2 separate regions of the Triticum aestivum genome follow, and region 2 is linked to region 1. A link is a contact called in public Hi-C data. All regions are on one chromosome and are shown on one strand. Each heading gives the region's core, a stretch centred on a gene start, on an enhancer-like site or on the middle of the called end of the contact. The rest is flanking DNA. Distances are from core to core; before and after follow the strand shown. Region 1 holds the start of LOC123145521 (putative cell wall protein). Region 2 holds the start of LOC123145528.

Region 1 (3,499 bases), core at 308-2,807:
TAGAATAGCATCGACAGCAGATTCATGACGTCTGAATTCGCCAAATTAACCTGCGTGTCAAATACTGGTTTGAGGTTTCATGCTGATGTATCTGCCATCCGATATATGGGTGTACTTTATTGTGCGATATATGTTATTACTATCTGATCTGATTATTTTAGCACATGTGTGCATGCAAAAAAAAGAACATACTAAAGACATTGTGCATTCTGGTTAATTTGTGCGGACTTAACAATAAAGTTCAGTCTTTGGTTTGTTGTGAGTTGCAAATCGTTCGTGATTGCACGCTGTATCTGCCGTCAGATTTGTAATGGAGATTCACACCAATAATATTAGTTGGGCCAAATATTCAAAAAAAAAAAATTAGTTGGGCCACCTTCCCTAATCCTGACAATGTAGCTGCAAAGTCAAATGTCCGATGCAGGGCAGGAATAATAAAAATTCCTTCCTTTGATCTATACAAGACCACTTAGTTTCGTATTAAGTTAAACAGCTTTAAGTCTGATGAACTATTTAGAAAAGATCAACATATGCAATATCCAATAAATACATTTATGAAAATGCATTTCTCAATAGATCCAGTGATATTGATTTGGTAATGTAAATGTTCATAATTATTGGTGTGAATCAAAGCTAGGTAAATCAAAGCTACAAGTAGTACATTGGAAAATCTGGAAATTGGGCAATGGCTCCTAGGTGCATATGCATCCATTATCTAAATACACATTTTAAAAAGTTGAAAAATTCTGTACAAAAATCTCGCGTGTATATCCGGATATTCTATGTGCGTGCACAAAGTTTTCGGTGAAAAACGAGGTTTTTTGTGGCTTGTGTAAAAAAGACAATTTCTGATGCTTCATTACAACTATTCATTTTGCATTTTTTTATCTTTTTTGCACAAGCCGCAAAAAACATCGTTTTTCACCGAAACTTTGTGCATGCACATAGAATGTCCGGATATACCCGCGGGATTTTTGTTTCAAAAATTTTAACTTTTCAAAATGTGTATTTAGACAATAGGTGCATATGCACCTAGGAGCCAAAACACCGTGTCCGGAAAATCTGCCACACAAATGTGGCAAAATGGAGATATAGCAAGAGAAAGGAAATAAGTAGCCTCCCCGTGGTCGATCGCGGCGGCGCCATAAAGAGCAGGCGAGGGTAGCTGGAGCTTCCGGACCTGGCATGGCTTCTAGACCAACAACCGCGCGGCGCAGGGTCCCTCCCTCCTCGCGCGCGCCCCCAATCGAACGGTACGTACGACGCAAGCAACCAACTCAACCGCGCCCTGCCAGTCGTCCACGTACGGCCCTTTCCCGCGTCCGATCGCTCGCGCCGCATGCTCGTCGACGTCATTCACACCCTAGGAAGAAGCCCTTTTTTGCTCACTCGCGCGCGCACAATAACGCACGGCCCGGCGTTGGTTACAGCGTGCGCCGTGCATACGAATTGAACGCACCGCCTTTTCCTAGCTCCCATCCGCCCCGCGGCGCGCCAGCGGGCGAACTCCCCCGTGGCCTTTACGCCACGCTCTTCTATATAAGCCCGGCAAGGCGAGCAATCAACATCATCCACCACAACGAAAGCAACAGCCAGCGATCGAGACAGCAGCAAGAGGCTCACTTAGCTACTGCCACTAGTCGCGATCACATAGCCACTCGATCGACATGGCCTGCAAGTCGGCGTCCCTGCTGATCCTCGCGGCGCTGGTGGCGGCCGCGGCGTGCGCGGGCTCGGCAACGGCGCGCGACGTCCCGGCCGGGAAGGAGGATGCGGTGAAGCGGCCGGAGACGTTCCAGGAGGGGACGGTGCTGATCCCGGGGATCGGGCGGTACGAGCTGGGCAGCCACTACAGGCCGGACATCGGCGGGCTGGACCACAGCATCCCGGTCGCCGCCAGGGCGCAGTTCATCCCCGGCGCCGACGACACCTGGGTGCCCAACCCCGGCTTCGAGGTGCCCAACCCCTTCCGCCCCGCAGCCACCACGGAGTCCCCCTGATGCATGGATCGAGTCGGCCGGCCAACGCGTCCACGTTACGCCTATCGATCAATGGGTAGCTAGCCTGCTACAATTCAATTTCCGCTAGCTTTTGGTTGCTACAATAAAATAGCTGCTATGCATAGGCAAGGCATGCGTATGCATGTATCAGCGACTGCGTGCGAGCGCGCTGTCGACGTTTTTTGTGTGTGATTGGAGAGTGTACCTGTATGGGGTATGCATGGATGCGTAGGAAGGAAGCATCCATCGCATATCTCGCTTTGCTTTGTTGTTGCCAATAATGTGTAGTTCAATGTATTTTTCTTTTTAGTTCGATAAATTAATGATGAAGTATTATGCATGATGAAGCTTGCTGTGTTAGCCACACAAAAACACAAGCTTGTATAGATGAAAGAAGACCCATTGTTCGGTCCAATCATAGTGAAAATCTGAATTTGATCCTTGGTTAGAAGGGACGTTGTTTTCGGTGATCTAGGCAAAGGCTCTGGCTTAAGTTGTGTCGCCCTGCCAACGGCTTTTCGGGGCGTGTTATGTTCTAGATGGATTAGTTGACACTCACTTTCTAGATTTTAGATTTTTATTGCTCAGTACATCATATGGCAAATGTAAGCTCCATGTTAAACTAAGTCCTAAGGCGCAAAAGGAAAACGAAAGTGTAAAGTGTAAAAAGCATGGCTCTTGTGTACATGCGTTCAAAAAAAGTCAGAACGGACAACAACCCACACGCGTCCTTAAGAAAGCCACCGCCTACCCCAGCAACTGGCACGCAACGCCAACAAACCAGAGCTGAATTTAACGCATAAGGTGAACTTAGACACGATTGATGACCAGTTTCACGTAGCAATTAGTGATGTGACCTCACAGCAATTCAAGCGCACATGAGCGCGCCATAACACAGCCGCTTAGTATCATACCATTTGTAAACGAGTCGGGCAGCGTATATTTGCTTACTCGACGGCTACTAGTCATGCAATGCTTTACTCCGGCAGCAAAGCTTGTTCAGTAGTTCATGGCAAAAAGTAGTCTACGTAGTTGGGCAAAAGATGCAACTACAAGTTTCCAGCGACGACACCAATTTTTTTCCACCTCACTATGGCTGACCACCTCGCCGGGAACGTCCACGTCCGCGCCCGGCTTCTCGAGAACGACCCCTGGAAGAGGAAGGCTGTGGAGTGCTCGTCCGTACAAGTCTGTTTTGTCTGTTTGTTCTGTTTTGTATTGCCCTCTCCGTCAAGTTGATTGTTCTTCCCACATTCTCTGCTGCGGTACCGGGATTCTGTTGTTCAGAAGATGCGCCAGCAATGGCTGGGTTTGAAGGGGAAGGTTCACGTACAGGGGATGCATCTGTGGTTCTGCTTGGTGATGCATCCGCTCCGCCTGACTGTGCTAGAGGGCTTTGGTCTGGCTCCACCTCAGCAAGTTCAGCAGTACCATCACCTTCTACAATCTCCTCTGACATGTCTGCATCGCTCTTTGCTGCTGCCCCACTTGGAGATGCT
Region 2 (3,950 bases), core at 1,306-3,805, 630 kb before region 1:
AAGAAACAAAATATTAAAAAAAAAGGAAAAATAGAAGTGAATGTCTCTGTGAGTTGGTTGAGATTTAGTTAATTCTCATCTAGATGAGAGCTAGCCACACCTAAAAATACTACATCTAACATGCAGAGACATCTGTTTGATCTATGATCCTCATCCATTTGTTCACTTTTATAACCAAAATATTATGTTGTTGACGTTACTTACGAATATGCCTTTGGAGGGCTAGGAAATTTTATCCAAATATATCCCTTGAAGGCCACGTGAACCAATGCCCCCCTCAAATACTTGTGAATGCATTTTCTCATCATATGTCCTTTCTTTAGATGATTTCGTCAGACCTACACATGACACACAAACAAGATATATACAATTAGTGATGCTTAAGCGAAGCCGATGAGAAATGTTGAAAAAGTTGCATGGGTAGAAACCCTATGAGTTGCTCAAAAGATTTGTTTGGATACAAAAGACAAATAATTTGAGTACAAAGAACAATAAAATACCACAACCACTAAAAGATCTGCTTGTCATCATGTTCGCTGAAAGATCTGCAAAAGACAACACACAATGAAGTAGAAACCGATAATTAGTACTTGCTCTGCTTCAAAATATTTAAAGTTTTAGGTTTGTCCTAAGTCAAAAGTCCTTCAGTCGACCAACTTATAGGGAAAAATATAATATAAGAATATACATTAAAATGAATCTAATATATATAATATAAGAATATACATTAAAATGAATCTAATATATATAATATAAGAATATACATTAAAATGAATCTAATAAAACTAATTGGGTGTTGTAGATGACGGTATATTTTTACACAGACTTAGGAGCATCTTCAAGAGCCTCCCCTTTTCCAATAATTTTCTCGTATTTGGGGAATTGAACAAACAATACGCTCGGCTGGACTCCCTTTTCCCAGTAAATTATTGAGACGTCTCAATAATCAGCCCCATCTCCCTCAAATATTGGAAATTTTGGCCCTCCCAATGCTTGTTCCAACAAGTGCCACATCAGATTTCTCATCCCACTTCCAACAAGTGCCCTCCCAATGGACTCCCTCCAAGCCGCCACCGACGCTCGAGAATAACATCACATTGACAAGTAGGACCTCAAAGTTAGATTTAGCATTGCAGTTTTGATAAAGCACCTCACATGTAAACCTTCCCTAAATCATTTGGGAAAGCCAAAATAACACTTATTGGGGGCGTTTCTCAAGGGAGGGCTCTTAGTGAAATCTAAAAAAATTCAAGTGTTTTAGAACGGACGGGTGTACAACGTAGCAAGCACTAACCCCAGCGGGAGCGGGCGAGGAAATGAAAATGCCTGTCCGTTTGTATCCGGCCTAGAGTTACTGTACGGCGCACCTAAACATGCAGTGGGTCGAGGACAAAACTGCTAGTCGCATGGTTTGGCAGGAAATCACGAGGACGGTACAGTGCGCGTCCCATCAATCAACCCTGACCGTAATAATAACATAGAGTAACGGGCAGAGCAGAGCACACTGTTTGTAGAAAACGCATCTTACTTTTTGCATCGAATCTGGGGAGCTGCGCTGTAAAAAATATGAATAATAAAGGAGACACACAAACACTGACCGCAACCAATACGGAGTATAAGCGAGCTGGAAATTTTGCAGCAATGAACACCCCGTCCTTTAAAACAGATAGAGATGAAACAATCAAGACCTTAAATTTAGACAAGCAACCAACCTCCTTTCCAGCAGCAGAAGAAAATAAAACCGTCTCCTCCTTCTGAACATCAATCGATCCAAAAATTCGAGGACACAGCCTTCCTCTTTTCCTTTTCCGCTGAAAAATACAATTACTAATCCTTCGATAAAACCTGTTTTGCTACAGGCTAGCTGGGAAACACAAATCATTGCTTTCTGCAGAGAAAGGAAAAAAAACACCAATCTATCCATTGGTGCAGATCCAGTGACAGCGTGCAGGTGCGCCTGTCATCTTGGGTTGGTATGCATCTGTGACGTCCCAGCTTAAAGAACCTGCAGGATCAGAGGAAAAACAAATTACTCTATATATACACGGAAAAGATGCAAAGGAAGGATTATTTACCGCAATACGACGGCGTGACAGGATTGGGTTTCGTCGGGGCGCCCTCCGTACCTCCTTTTTTCGCAGAGAGGGGGAGGGGGGAGGCATCACCTCTGCAAAATTTCCCATCCGACTCCATGGCCATATTCCTTTCCTCGGCCACGAGAGACAGGGAGAGGGGGTGGTTGGAGGCGTGAAAAAGTGGAGCAGCAGGCGGCTGCGTCTGGGTCTTGATGACTCTAGATCTGCAACCCTAGGGATGCGAAATCCCAGGCCTACCCCTAGCCCAGAGAAATACGGAGTATCCCTCCTCACCCTTGGCGAGTCCCCCACCCCACCCAACCCACCGCACCGCTCGTCGTCAAAGCGGCCCAATGGCTGGCCGGCCCACAAAGCACGTTCCAGTCTCCTCATGATAGTACAATCTTCCCAAACTAAAAAAAAACATAGCACAATCTTCCCGGCCGTCAATTCCCGAATCACAGCGCCGCGAAATTCCCGGCCATGGTTCTCAAGCGCCGCCGGAGCGAGCGTGCCCACGCCGATCGCCCCTACAGATGCGACAGCTCGAAGCGCATCTCCCGCAACAAATCGGCGGCGCTGGAGGCCATCAACGGGTTCTACGCGGCGGCGCTGGACAGGCTGCCGCTGGACGAGATGCCGGCGCTGGCCCCGCGCCTCCTCAGGGCCGGTCTCTGCGTCGGCTTCGCCGACCCCGTCTCCAACATCATCGTCAACACCGTCTCCTCCTACGGCCGCCGCAAGCCCGCGGCCGCGGCGACGTCCACGCCCGACGACGGCGAGAAGGAGAAGAAGAAGGCGAGGAGGGGGCGACGGAAGGCGCTCTCCCGGGCGGTCTCCGGCACCGGGAAGGCCAAGCGCTGGCCGCCTCCCCGCCGCCTCCTCCGCGGCATGCCCATCGCCGAGCGGTCGCTCAGGGCGCTCGTCGCGTTCCTCACCTGCTACTTCCCCCGCCTCCCCGCCTGCGAGGCGCTCGAGTATCTCTGCCTGGCCAGTGCGGCTCGTGGAGGAGGACCGCAACTCCAGCGGCAGCTTCAGCCTCGCGTCCCGGACCACCAAGACGGCCCTCAAGTGCGCCGCCTTGGCTGCCTGCCACCCCATGCCCAGGGCCCTCGTCAACAGGTCCTACTCGCTCGCCTCTCGGATGGAGCAATTGTCCCAGCTCCTGGCGACCGAAGGCGGCTGCCTCTCCTGCAACGCCATCGAGAGCATCCACACATTGCTGATCAAGCCCCGGCGGAAGCTTGGAGCCCTCGCCGGAGTAACACCACCGCAGTTTCATCTGGAGCTGAACAGGCCGCCGCCGTTCGTTCCTACAAAATCTCTGCGAAGCACCCTGCTCCAGAAGATCTACGGATTCTACCTCAAGGGACTCGCGTTGCTGCCGACGGACGGCCTGCGTACGCACCACCACCGGTGCCTCCTCAAGGCTGGCCACTGCTACGGGCCATCGACGGACCCCGTCTCCAACATTGTGCTCAACACGCTCTGGTACAACGCGACCTTCCCGCCGGCAGGAGGGCTCTCTCCGGCCACCATGATCTGCTCACGCAGCCTTGTTCTCGTCGCATACCGCTCCCTTCGTGGCCTCGTTGCTTACATCCGCGCTTACTTTGGCATGATGTCTGAACACCAGGCCATGCATTGTCTGCTCTTCACCGAGGTCAATCTTTGGGGAGCAATGAAATTGGCAAGGCAACAAGGACACACTGAGGGAACTATGTTGAGGCAGTACAGCGCCTACAAGGCTGCGGCCACCGCAGCACAGCACCCAGATCCTGATGCCGTTGTGGAATTTTTCATGTCAACCTTTCCCATGATGCCTCTACCCAAGGAGGAGAACGAGGCATTGGATGTGGAACGCATCCAGCAGTT

What was found. A called contact is a pair of places that touch in the nucleus more often than the background predicts.
Region 2: a contact with region 1 is called in a Hi-C map of leaf, with 7 times the contacts expected there. The contact joins the promoter of LOC123145528 here to the promoter of LOC123145521 in region 1. A contact is called at or near these places in 2 of 5 Hi-C or Micro-C datasets (both in leaf).

What each region holds. Positions count from the first base shown.
Region 1 is chr6D:421,415,308-421,418,806 of IWGSC CS RefSeq v2.1, reverse strand. LOC123145521 (putative cell wall protein) reads left to right here and starts at 1,557. Exons shown (of 1, transcript XM_044564949.1): 1 at 1,557-2,347. The coding sequence starts at 1,668. The coding sequence ends at 2,000. LOC123145520 (nuclear-pore anchor) reads right to left here. Exons shown (of 48, transcript XM_044564948.1): 48 at 2,788-3,499. The coding sequence ends at 3,091. It overlaps LOC123145522 (alpha-mannosidase I MNS5), which reads left to right. Exons shown (of 17, transcript XM_044564950.1): 17 at 1-160.
Region 2 is chr6D:422,046,734-422,050,683 of IWGSC CS RefSeq v2.1, reverse strand. It overlaps LOC123145528, which reads left to right and starts at 2,555. Exons shown (of 4, transcript XM_044564958.1): 1 at 2,555-3,950. The coding sequence starts at 3,175. It overlaps LOC123145532 (a long non-coding RNA gene), which reads right to left and starts at 2,327. Exons shown (of 4, transcript XR_006472318.1): 1 at 1,713-2,327; 2 at 501-545; 3 at 205-338.